2 separate regions of the Zea mays genome follow, and region 1 is linked to region 2. The links are chromatin contacts, called in public Hi-C maps. All regions are on one chromosome and are shown on one strand. Each heading gives the region's core, a stretch centred on a gene start, on an enhancer-like site or on the middle of the called end of the contact. The rest is flanking DNA. Distances are from core to core; before and after follow the strand shown. Region 1 holds the start of LOC100285883 (lysosomal protective protein). Region 2 has its middle 4.7 kb from the start of LOC111591422.

Region 1 (6,270 bases), core at 2,448-4,947, 160 kb before region 2:
GACCATCAGGCCCTTGAGGTTGACGTAGCTCTCCTTGGGCCCCGCCCTGTTGCCGTCGAAGATCTTCTCCGACAGCTGCGGGACGTAGTGCCCTGTACAGTACAAATTAAAATCAAATTTCGGTTTCAGATGCGCACTGCTTTGTCGGTCGGTTGTTACTTGCACCACTCACCGGCGTAGCTCTCGCCGGCGATGTAGAAGTCGTGGGACCTGTACTGCGGGAACCTCTTGAACCAGTTGAGCAGGAACTTGTAAGCGTCGTCAGCTGCATCATCATCCGCGCACACAACACACGACAGTCAGCAGGGACAGTGCTTCTCAAGGTGTTGGTCTCGGTCGTGTGATCGATCTGTCACGTATATACGTACCGGTGATCTTGTCGCCGAGTTGCAGCAGGTCGGAGCTCGTGTTTGTGTAGGAGAAGCCGACGCCCACCGGGGACTCCAGGAACATAAGGTTGGCCTCTGTGTTCCAGGAGTAGTTGTTCCATCTGAGCTCCGGCTTGCCCTTCTGCACCAGGAAGGGACCCAGCTCCTCCGCCTCCCCGTACCCAATCGACGAGCACCCGGGCCCTGCAACGACCACACTTTGCCGCTCAATCATCATAGCCTAAGGCCGCCCGTGGACCGGCCGGCCGGTCAGTGGACACTGGACAGTTGTGGAGGCGACAGGCGACACCACATGCAGCAGCGACGGTCACAAAGAAAGAATCGTTGGCGCATGCAGTTTCAGCAGGCAGGGGACCAGAGGGCGTACAGACTGCACCACTGGCTATGCATGCGAGATCGCAGTAGATCGCGCGACCAGTGGTGGAGTGCACAGTGCGATGCTATGGTGGGCCGGAGCCGGAGGAGGACTGGAGGAGGCTAGCGCGCGCGCGCGTGGTCAATGCACGCAGGCCGGCCGTTTTGCTTGCCACGCCATGCAGTCCACCACCACCGGCGCGGCGCAGGCGCTCTCTCGCTACGCTTGTTGCATGCAGCGGGACGAGCGCAGCTGCTAGCTACTACTAGCGCAGAGCGCACCATCGACCATTTGTTACAGATCTTTCCTTTTCGGGCCTGGTCCCCGGCCCGGCCCGTCGTCTGGCCGGGTCGCTAGCTAGCTAGCTGGTGGGCTGTGGCGCACGTACCGACGACGTCGTACGTACATACGTCTCGCGTGCGCGTGAATGCACCATGCCAACCTGCTCCCTAGCTGAAAGAGAGGTCGAGAGAGGGAGAGCCAGAGTACAGGTACCGACCTTAATTCGAGACGGAATAATATACCATTCGCGAGGGGGATCAACGTACGTACATACACAACAGATAAGATTGATGCCTTTAATTTAATTTGTACAAATCGAACTTTTAATTTTCTCTGTCCAGAAAACACACATGTGTTTACTTGCAGAAGAAAACTGTGTCGTCCTAACTACCTGTACTAGCACCGCACCTGATTGGACTCGGTTCCACAAAAGCTGAAACGAGACAACGATCAGTCTAACAAATCCAATCGTTACTCCCTCCGATCCATTCTAACGAATCTAACCACGATTTGAAATCAGCTAGCGTCTTTATCAGATAGTAGTAGACTAGAGGGATATATCTAGTAGTATGTACTAGCAGGACAAACGTTTCCAACTTGCAAGTATATATTATACTAACATACATAGCTCAATCATGCATCCTCCATATATGGACGACGTACGGCGCCTCACACGTTTCCAACTAACATATTACCCCCCAGACAGGGGTGTGCCGACGCGACGTCGAACAGCTCAGCCGGTGCAAGCAAAACTAACCGGTGGACCCTAGCTCACACTTTGCTTGGGATGTTGGGGAAAAAATAATAATAACGCCTTCGCATCGTAGGCATCCCCGGGCTATACGTGAATTGGGCCACAAGGTTTCCTCACTCTCTCATACAGAAGCTAGCTAGCGACACCGTACCCTTTGTTCCCGGGAGCGTGTGTTGACTGCTGGCGGCTTGCAGAGTGCTAGCTGACCATGCCAGGCAATGCAAGCAAAAGGCAGCATATATGCACACGACCTAGCTAGCCATTGCAGTCAGAGAGTCAGCAAATGGAGCCTCATCATCGCTGTGTGGGGCGCGCGGCACTGTAGCCACAGCTAGCCGTAGTGCGTGGCGCCTATACCCTTCTCGAAGCTTAAGGCTCATGTGCACTCTACGTCGAGTGGGTACCAGCAGCACCACTAGCAAATGGACCAGATCGAAATAAATCCAGGATGTGTAGCGTACTATGCGCTATGCGTCAACAAATCGTGCTCTCCTTGTGGCCAGCCGCACCAGCGACACTCCGGGCTCACGCACTGGCCGAGCACGCAAGTGGAACGCCCTATGTCGTTGTCTGCTTGACCATATATATGTACGCATGCATACATGATGAGGGCGTTGGTGTGGTCAAATTCGGATTGGGATGGTAACGACGGGCATATCCGGCCCAGTACAGTGGGATCGGAGTTTTATTCCCTTCCGTTCGAACATTCCTTTTTTTTTTAAAAAATATATAGAGATGAGTACATGCATATGTGTTTTTTTTCAAGAAAAATCCACATTCCTAGAACTGAAATATCAGCTGTGTGATTATTTTGTTCGAATTAAACGTGCCGCATTATTTAAGGTTAACAAAACGGTGTGTGCAACATAATGGTGATGGCACACGTATAGAGAGAAGTCATGTGGGAAACAATGACTGGCTATAGTAGTGGTGGCTATACGTACGTACATATACTAAGGTTCAGGTTACAGCGTCAACCTCCAACAGAAAACGTCCAATTAATGGTGATCGTGATCATTTGATGTGATAGCGTAGCTAAGCTAGCTCCTCCGCCCTCTAACTGTCCTGTGTGATTAATCGGTTGGGAGTAATATATACTGTCGTAGTACTACTGTGTTACTCAAACATCAGCAGCGCTATAGCTCCTGGTCCTGGTATCACAGTTCAGAATCCGAGACGTCATGCATGCGTCAGTCCCTCAGCTAGCAATCAGCGACTTAGCTTAGCCTAACCACTTCCCCGCTTCTTGATTATCATATCGTCGACTTCCAAGGTGGAAATGAACGTCTCAACTAATTGAGTGTTTGTCGCCGCCAGAGCCATAAGCGCCTTATCTGTAACGTACCATGTTGGAGACAGAAGCCATGGCCGCCGCCGAGCTCAAGAAACATGCACAAGTAGAAGCTTCTATCCACGACAATCACGGAGGCAAGCAGCGCGCGCGGGAGATAATAATGGCGAGTGCGAGTGAAGAGTACGAGCAGACAGCGCGGAGTGGTCGTAGGTGTAGCTAGCTAGCTGCGGCAGAACACGGGGTGGACGGAGGATCGAAGCTATAGTATAGTAGCTATAGCATACGTACGTACCGCCGTTGAGCCAGAGCACGAGCGGCTTCTTGTCGGGCGACGCGGTGGCCTCGAAGAACCAGTAGAAGAGCGCGCGGCCGTGCGTCTCGTTCACGGTCACGTACCCGGCGTACTGCGCGAACCCCACGGGCGGCTGCCCCGGGAGCCCCGCCACCCGGTCCGCCGCCTGCTGCGCCGCGGCCACCGTGTTCACCTGCTGCACCGCGACGGCCGCGACGGAGCAGAGCGATAGGGAGAGCGCGAGCAAGGACCAGGCGCCCGCCATCGTGAGCTAGGACGATGCGTGGTGTGCGCCGCGCGCTCTGCCGCTGCTCTAGCTCCTCGCTGCTGCTGGTGCGTGGTGCACATCTCGCCCCCTCCGGGTGGCTATATATACACACAGGCTCCGCTGACCGAGAGAGAGTGCCACGGCGGCCGACGCTTCCATAAAAACCGTAGAGCCCTGCTCCCGGCTGCATGCGGCCGTGATTGCGTTTGCGTCGGTAAAAGTAGAGAGAAAATGTTAAGTTGACTACGCATGGACAAGAAACCAGAGGATAGCAGAGAGCAGAAAGAAGCTGTACAGCTAGCTTAGACATAAAAAAAGAGAGAGATATCGCTGGACCATGTATAATTAATAGTAGAGAGGTAACTAATAAGTTGACAGTAAAGAATAAAGATCAATAGTATCTATTATTATGGTTTGTTTGTTTAGGATTATAATCTACTCAGATTAAATAAGTTAGATTATATAATCTGAGTAGATTATAATAATTCCGAATTAACTAATAAAGGAGGTCGCTAGCCTACTGGTATTGCAGTGGGAAAGAAAAGGCACCGATGATGCTACTTGTTGTGGTGATAGAGGAGAACGGTTGCCAGTTTGAGACTATCATCAATAGGGAAGGTACCTAGATATATGAGAGGATGAGGGTAGGACGACGACCCTCCCTAGTCCTGAAGGCAACACTAGACAAATCTCTACTACTTATTAAGTTAGTAATAATAGTCTGCCTTTTTGTGTTCTGTCGTGTGGTCTCTGACAGGTAGGACCCGCTTGCTCCTGCGTGCATGCTCCCGGTTTAGCCCATAACGCATTTTTGTACAAAAAATAGTACTACTGCACATGTCACGCGCACAGGAAGACACATGCGCCGTGTGATAACAATCATACTACTATGTGCACAGGAAGACATATAAGCAGGTTTCAACACCAACCGGTGGGCAATGTGGTACTAATTTTACCTTGCAAAAAATGAAGACAGACACATGCGCCGTGTGAGGCCCATCTGCCAATTTGTCCGAGGCCCATCTCCATGAAACCCTAATCTGCGGTCGCGGCATCCAGCCCTGCGCCCCCGCCCGCTTGCTCGCCTCCACCCGTGGCCGCGGCCTCCAGTGCCCAGCGCCACCGCTGCTTGTCAGCCTCCACCGCCCCATCTTATGAAGATTGTAACATAATATGTCCAATCCAGCTACGTTGTGTCTTTGTGTTGGTGCAGGATTAGATGGGGCTACAGACCACCGATTGCGAACATGGAAGCAATAGTACTAGTGCAGTTCGTGGCTGCGGCGGCGCTTATATCTTCTTTGATCGGCGGCGCCGCAGGCGAGGCCGTGGCACAGGAGCTGCGGCAAGGTCTCTCCGTCGCTCACGACTAGTTCCTACTCGCAGTTCCAGCCGGTGCTCGCCGACCCCACGGGTGTCTTCGCGCTCGGCTTCCTCCGCGTCAACTCCACCATGCTGGACCTTGCCATCGTCCACCTCCCGTCTACCTTCCCGCTCTGGCGCGCGATCCCCGACCGCCCCGCGCCATGGTCTACAGCCGCCTCCCTCTCCTTCGACGGCGGCCTCGTCCTCACCGACCGCGCGGCCGACAAGGTGCTCTGGTCCACCGCTGCCACCTCTGCCTCGGCCGGCGACCGCGCCGTCCTCCTCAACACGTCCAACCTCCAAATCCAGAGCACTGGTGGCAGCAGTTCGCCCGACGTGGTGTGGCAGAGCTTCGACTACCCGCCGAAGACCATCGTCCAGGGCCAGAACTTCACCTCCGCAACGAAACTCTACAGCTTCGATCGGCGCTTCGCCATGCGGCTGGGGAGCAACTACTTCGGCCTGCACATCGAGCCCCCGCCGTCTTCGGGCGGCGTTGCTGCGGCCATGTACTTCAAGCACATGGCGATGGAGGCCAAGGCCCAGATCGTGGCTGGCGGCGGCCCGACCTACGCGCGCGTGGAGCCTGACGGCTTCCCCGCCATGTACCAGAGGGAGGGGCCGCCCGCCGACGTGCTCTCCTTCGACACCTTCAACCGCGGAGTCCGCGCCCTCCGCCGCATGACTCTGGAGCCCAACAGGAACCTCCGTGCCTACTACTGGAACGGCGCCCGGTGGGCCCTTGACTACACTGCCATCAACGACAACGATCGATGCGAGCTGCCCACCACCTACGGCGCCTACATCGTCTGCGCGGAGCCCAGCGGCAGCTGCGAGTGCCTGGCCAACGCGACCGATGGCTCGGGCTACGCCGCGGCCGTGCCCGCCTCCTTCGCGAGCAACCTTTGCGGCACCACGGGCGGAGAAGTCGGCGGGCTGTACTGGGCGGTGCGGCGGTGGGGCGTGGAGCCAGTGAACAAGGAGCTGCTGCGGTCCGAGCAGGCGGCGTCCACGACGGACTGCGAGGCGCGGTGCGAGCACAACTGCAGCTGCTGGGGCGCGGTGTACAGCAACAGGACCGGGGTCTGCTATGTCATGGACTACCCGGCACAGCTTCTGGTGGCTAGTGACGATAGGAAGATGGGCTACTTCAAGATCATGAGCCTGGAGGAGGAAGGGACGCGAGGGCGCGGCGATGGGCGCACGAGCGGGGTCAAGGCGGCCCTCCTTGTTGTCGGTGTCGTGTCGGTGGTCACTGCTGCTGCATTCGG
Region 2 (6,220 bases), core at 3,122-5,621:
TTTTGGCGTGCATACGTCAGATGCAGGTATGAGTTGGATTCTACGTGTCACCTACCTCGGCGCCATAGATCTTGGCGCCGAGGTAGGCGCCCGGTCAACGCCGGCTACCTCGGCGCCAAGATCTATGGCGCCGAGGTAGGTGCCTATAAATAGGACCCTACGTCTAACTGGTTGGTGTGCTCGAAACTAGAGATATCAGCCTAATTTATAGGATGTCTAGGCGTGGTAAATCTACTATACAAAGGTAAGTTTTGGATCCGCCTCTTATTTTGTGAGTCTAGGCGTGGTAAATCTGCTAAACAAAGGTAAATCTGCTAAACAAAGGTACGTCTAACTGGTTGAATGCTTACTTCCCTCTCTAGTGAAACTAACTATAAACATTTATGCAGCATTCATTGGTCAAGGAGAATTGTGGGTTCACTCGTTGGGTAGATCCTCGTCCGATTTTTCCTCATGCGGAATACATATCCTACCTACAGAATAGGATATTTGATCTAGAGAGGGAAGTAAGCAACAGAAATGACGAGGATGAAAGAGACAACAACAATGGTGGTGTTTCACAGGAGCAAGTATGCCTAGATCCATATTGTTGCTGCCCTTGTCACAAAAAGAATGTTGGTCCTCCGACGTCTCCACCGCTCCCACAGCAGACAACGAAAATGGGAGGATACTATGGAGAAGGGTCCACACAATTTGGAATGTGGGAGCACTACTAGAAAACTCTTCTGTAACAATTGCTTTCAGCGTGTTGATTATCTTTATCAATTGCTTGAAGTCGCCTTCAACAATTTCTTTAAATGTAGTTTTCATCAATTGCGTATTTATGTCGTTTTCATCAATTTGAAGGTAATTCATTACCAAATATCATTGTTCGACAATACATAATACCGAATAATAAGTTCATTATTACATAACTTCAAATGAAACACCTAGACTACTGAGTGCAACGGGGCCATTTGCCCTTGCGAAATGCATCAGGGTTGTCCTTCATTGCTTCCTTTGCACGACGTGCACGCTCAAGCTTCTTCTCCTTCTCTTCCCTGCATTCAGCAACACGCCTCATTTTCTGCTCGTCTTCACGTTGTTGCTCGGCAGCAAGCTCCTCTCGTCTTTTCTCAATCCTCTCTTTGTCCTCTGCATCCCACTTTTTAAGATTATCCAACCACTTCTTGTCTTTCTCTGATATTTCTGTGTCAATCCACTGCTCAAAATCACATAGTGGTGGAGGAGTCTACAAAACAGGCAATTATTAGTATGCAGAAAAACATTAACCATTAAATTGTTAGCATATTATAAGACTATTCTCACCATTAAATTCATCCGACGTTGAACAATAGTTGGTTCAAATGCAAAGTTAGCACACATCCAATACCTCTGTCGATAAGTCTCATGATCCTCAGACTTATCAACCTTACAAGGATCACCACAAAAACACATAGGCACTGGAACACCACTTGGCAAAGGCAGTGGGTCGAAGGCAGTTCCGGTCAAAGGACCCTTCCTAAATTTCCATAAGCTCTATAACAATCACAAATATAATAGACCCACAAAATAATAGGCGGATCCAAAACTTACCTTTGTTTAGCAGATTTACCACGCCTAGACATCCTATAAATTAGGCTGATATCTCTAGTTTCGAGCACACCAACCAGTTAGACGTAGGGTCCTATTTATAGGCACCTACCTCGGCGTCATAGATCTTGGCGCGAGGTAGCCGGCGTTGACCGGACGCCTACCTCGGCGCCAAGATCTATGGCACCGAGGTAGGTGACACGTAGAATCCAACTCATACCTGCATCTGATGTATGCACGCCAAAACTGTTGGCGCCAGCACACCCTAGCTAGGCGCCAATGATGATGGCGCCGAGCATAGGGTCCATTTTTTGAAATGAAACTGCCAGGGGCATAATTGTGCAAAAAACACGAAAAGGGCCAATTTGCAAAAAAGTTGGCCCGTAGGTGTACAAGGTGCTGGTTTCAAATCCTATACTTTGTGCTCCCTTTTTTGGCATTTTGTAGTATTTTTAGGAGCCAAGGTCCTTTTGTGAATATTGTAAATAAACTTTTGAATAATCTTCTGAATTTTTTTTATCTCAAACAACTAGGACCAAATTACGACTCTATGCCAAATTTCACTATTTTTTTGACCATATTTGGTATTTATTTATTTATTTTTGCCTTGAAAAGGCATTTAAACCATAAAAAATAGAAAATAGTCAAAATGGGCATCTTCACATGAAGTAAGTTTGTAACAGTTATATGTACATGCGATTCACTTTTGAAGCAAAAAAATAAATAAACAAAAGTAAGAAATATAGCTCAAAATATGTAGTTATGGTTGAATGTTACGAAACTCGACGCGAGATGTGTCTATTTGTAAAGCACCTATATTCAAACTTTTGAATAATCCTATGAATTTTTATCTCAAGCAGCTAGGACCAAATTACGACTCTATGCCAAGTTTCACTATTTTTGACCATATTTGGTATTTATTTATTTATTTTTGCCTTGAAAAGGCATTTAAACCATATGAAATAGCAAATAGTAAAAAAGGGGCATCTTCACATGAAGTAAGTTTGTATCAGTTATATGAACATGTAATTCACTTTTGAAGCAAAAAATAAACAAAAGTAAGAAATATAGCTCAAAATGTGTAGTTATGGTTGAATGTTACGAAACTCGACGAGAGATGTGTCCATTTCTGAAGCACCTATACTCAAACTCTTGAATAATCCTATGAATTTTTTATCTCAAGCAACTAGGACCAAATTACGACTCTATGCCAAGTTTCACTTTTTTTACCATATTTGATATTTATTTTTGCCTTGAAAAGACATTTAAACCATATAAAATAGCAAATAGTCGAAAAGGGGGCATCTTCACATGAAGTAAGTTTGTAACAGTTATATGAATATGTGATTCACTTTTGAAGCAAAAAAATAAATAAAAGAAAGAAATATAGCTCAAAATGTGTAGTTATGGTTCAATGTTACGAAACTCGACGAGAGATGTGTCCATTTGTGAAGCACCTATATTCAAACTTTTGAATAATCCTATGAATTTTTTTATCTCAAACAAATAGGACCAAATTATGACTTTATGCTCAGTTTCACTATTTTTGACCATTCTTTATATTTATTTATTTATTGTTGTCTTGAAAAGGCATTTAAGCCATATAGAAGTCTGTATTCCGTTGTTTTGCTATTGGAGCCTGAAAATCGATTTTGTCTGAGTGGTCTTTGTAATCTATTCTAGTGCTTTTTTTGCGTTGGGCCACCTGGGTTTGAGTCCCCAGTCGTGGACTTTTTTTTGTTGTCATTTTTTGGATGGAACCAACAACATAGCCGGCGCTGTAAATATGGGTCCCATATGGACTTTTTTTGTCGTCATTTTTTTGCATGGAACCAACAACATGGAACCATGATTTTGCTGCCCGACACTACTCTGCTCGGGGATTACTTGAGGAAGGAGTGGGGGTCGCAGTGTTGCTCCGGGAAGAGACCCGCCTGCGCTGCGGCCAGAGATTGACGACCAGGCGGCAGAGGGACGGCGGGCAGAGCGACGACGGGCAGGCGGTCGGGGCCGAGCTGTGCCCGACGGTGGCGTTCGAGGGGCGTCTCGTTGCTGCTTAGGGAAGAAGGTTGGAAATCGATCTCAGTGCGTGGCTCCGGCGTTGGAGATCTACCAGTGTCCGCTGGCGTCTCAGGCAGCCGCGTGCTCGCTCGGGCTCCGAACAGCCAAATCTCCGGTGAGGGTGGAGGCGAGCCTTCACATGCCTGCACGATGGAGATGTGCCCGCTTGCGTCGAAGTTGGAGATGCAGCAAGCCGAAGTCAATGTTCAGACTCCGGGGAGGAGCGCGTGGCTGAGATGAAGCCAACCTATGCAGTGGATTTCGGGGAAGCAGCAGCCCGCATGGTGTAGATTCGACAGCCGGAGCGATGGATTCGGCATGCGCTCGTGCAGAGAGAAGCTATCGGGTGCGGCTGCTCCCCTACGCCATTGCTGCACGCTCAACGTGGAGCTACACCGGAGAAGCAGCAGGCCCGCGCGCTGGAGATTCGCCGTCATGCGCCGTGCCTCCAACAGGCTGCAGGCGATCTGTATAAGCTGTTGGCCAGCCGGCGGTCAGGAACGAGCTCGGGAAGAGGCGCTGCTCGAGAAGTCGGTCGCTGCTTCACCCGCATGCGCCGATGCGGCGGGATTGCTAGCACAGCTGCAACAAAGCCATGCCGAGCTCGTCGGCGGGCAGACGGGCTGGGACGGAGATGTGCTGCTGGGGAAAACGAGAGCACGGGGATCTGGTAATCTGGTGTCGGCTCTGTTTCCTCTGATTTGGGGGAGAAAGGGGAAGGGTCCCACATGTCAGGCCGCATGTCCCACATGCCAGGCAACGTTAACGGACGGAACTCTCGGTAGGGACATTCCTGAGTGCAGAACGATGTTGGGAGGGAAAAACTGAGTGAATTGAGGTGGGGGTAGAACTAGGGGTGGTAATGGATCGTGATCAAATAGTTCTTCACAAAATGTCAAGGCCCTAAATAAATTATAATTCAAAAATGACTAGAAATAGAGTCCGATCCTAACCCGCTTCGATCCTTAAATCTTATAGTGTAAAATTTATAGCCCATTGTCAGCCCTAGGTAGAACTGAATAAAGTGTGCAGACTAGTGGCTGAACGTAAAAATCCCTTTATTTTTTTTAAATTATGTCATGTTGAGTTCTTTTCTATCTGATGATGGTCCTGCAATCCGACAGATCAGTTTTTGTTCTTTAGAAATAGAGATTCTTCTCTAAACATACTGAAAATATGTAATCCCAATCTAATTGTTGGAAAATGGTACAAACAGATTGGTATGGTACATAGCAATTAAACACACGAGTGAAGCTGGCTTTTACTTGCTTCTGGATACTAATGCTACATTGGCTTTTACTTGCTTCTGGTCCGCGCCGGCTTCGAAGCCACCAGCATCAGCCAGTACTCGTTGAAGGCTTGAAGCCACCATATCCCTGCTACCCAACCATCGCCGCCGACTGAAGCCACCGTATCCCTGCTACCTCGTCGTGGTCTTTCCACCTGTATGCTGAAGGCTGCCGCTGTGACACCGACCCTCTGTAGTGATGTATGATCTTGTTTATGGAGACAGAAGATGGTGTGCTTTCCTGTGTGCTGTGTGTGTCTACATATACGTAGCTCTTGTCCTGACAACGGCGTGCTGTTGAAGAAGTCATCGTCGGTGGCCGGCGTCCCTGGCCCATTGCACGTATTGCCGCTTGCCGCCGAACTCGTGGAAGTCGTTGGTGAGGCGGAGGTAGATGCACGTACTGTCGTGGCGTGTGCGTGTCCCTGCCATCGCTGAATGCCCAGGTCCGTGCGAGGTTGAGCCCGTGAGAGGCCGCCTGGTGGAGCGCCGCCAACACTGCTTTGCCCCTCCGCGCCGGCTTCGACGCCACCAGCATCAGCCAGTACGCGTTGAACCCACTGAAGAGATGGCCCTGCCTCCGCCGCCCAGCATGAACCGCGTGCCGTCCACCGCCTCGTCGTCGGAGCCAGCACCGGCCAGACCATTCTTTCGCCATGGCGCCGCTCCAGTGGAGATGGTCGCGACGGGGAAGATGACAAGGACGAAATGGATTCATGGATCGCAGAAAACGTTGATGCGCGGCAGTCGAGAGATAACGATTCGTGGGAATGAGATCAGATACATCTGGTGGCAGGGTGGGGGGTTTCCTAAAAAAATCATAAGCCAAAACTGAACACAATAACAACGAGTCCGAACTCCGAACTCGGAACTCCGAAGATGCCCCCGCCGCCTTTGATTCGTACGTCTGCCTCATATATAGGGTTGTCCCTGCACCTGCACTTCCAGGAACACAGGAAAGATGGAGAAGCATATGGCGGAAACCATGATCGAATTCGACAGGCGGATCCCCGACGCCCTCCGCGCCGCCTTCGGCATATACCGCGCATCGCGGCCGACCACTGGCCAACAGGACGACGCAGCTAACCTCGCCGCGGTGCTGCTCGCGCCGCTCGACGACGACGGCGCCAGCGACCCCAAAGCCATTGACTGCGACAAGAATCCCATGGCCATGGACTGCGCCAGCGATCCCATAGCCATGGGCTGCGACCTGGCGATGGAGTTGGGGTCATGCTACATAAAGAAGCACGACGAGGACGATCACTTCGGGCACGCCGAGGCCTGCGTTATTGGCGTGGC

The links. A called contact is a pair of places that touch in the nucleus more often than the background predicts.
Region 1: a Hi-C map of ear shows a contact between it and region 2, with 2.7 times the contacts expected there. The contact joins the promoter of LOC100285883 here to the enhancer-like site in region 2. A contact is called at or near these places in 3 of 25 Hi-C or Micro-C datasets (ear, root tip and tassel).

What each region holds. Positions count from the first base shown.
Region 1 is chr4:150,508,984-150,515,253 of Zm-B73-REFERENCE-NAM-5.0, reverse strand. LOC100285883 (lysosomal protective protein) reads right to left here and starts at 3,697. Exons shown (of 7, transcript NM_001370727.1): 1 at 3,367-3,697; 2 at 369-572; 3 at 173-265; 4 at 1-92. The coding sequence starts at 3,631.
Region 2 is chr4:150,354,287-150,360,506 of Zm-B73-REFERENCE-NAM-5.0, reverse strand. No RefSeq gene overlaps it. Among protein-coding and RNA genes, the nearest start is that of LOC111591422, 4.7 kb to the left of the region's middle. Within about 2 kb of position 4,371, at least 17 of the 20 cell types and tissues checked have an H3K27ac peak or open chromatin away from gene starts, as enhancers often do. A contact at or near this core is called in ear, root tip and tassel, where this site is marked.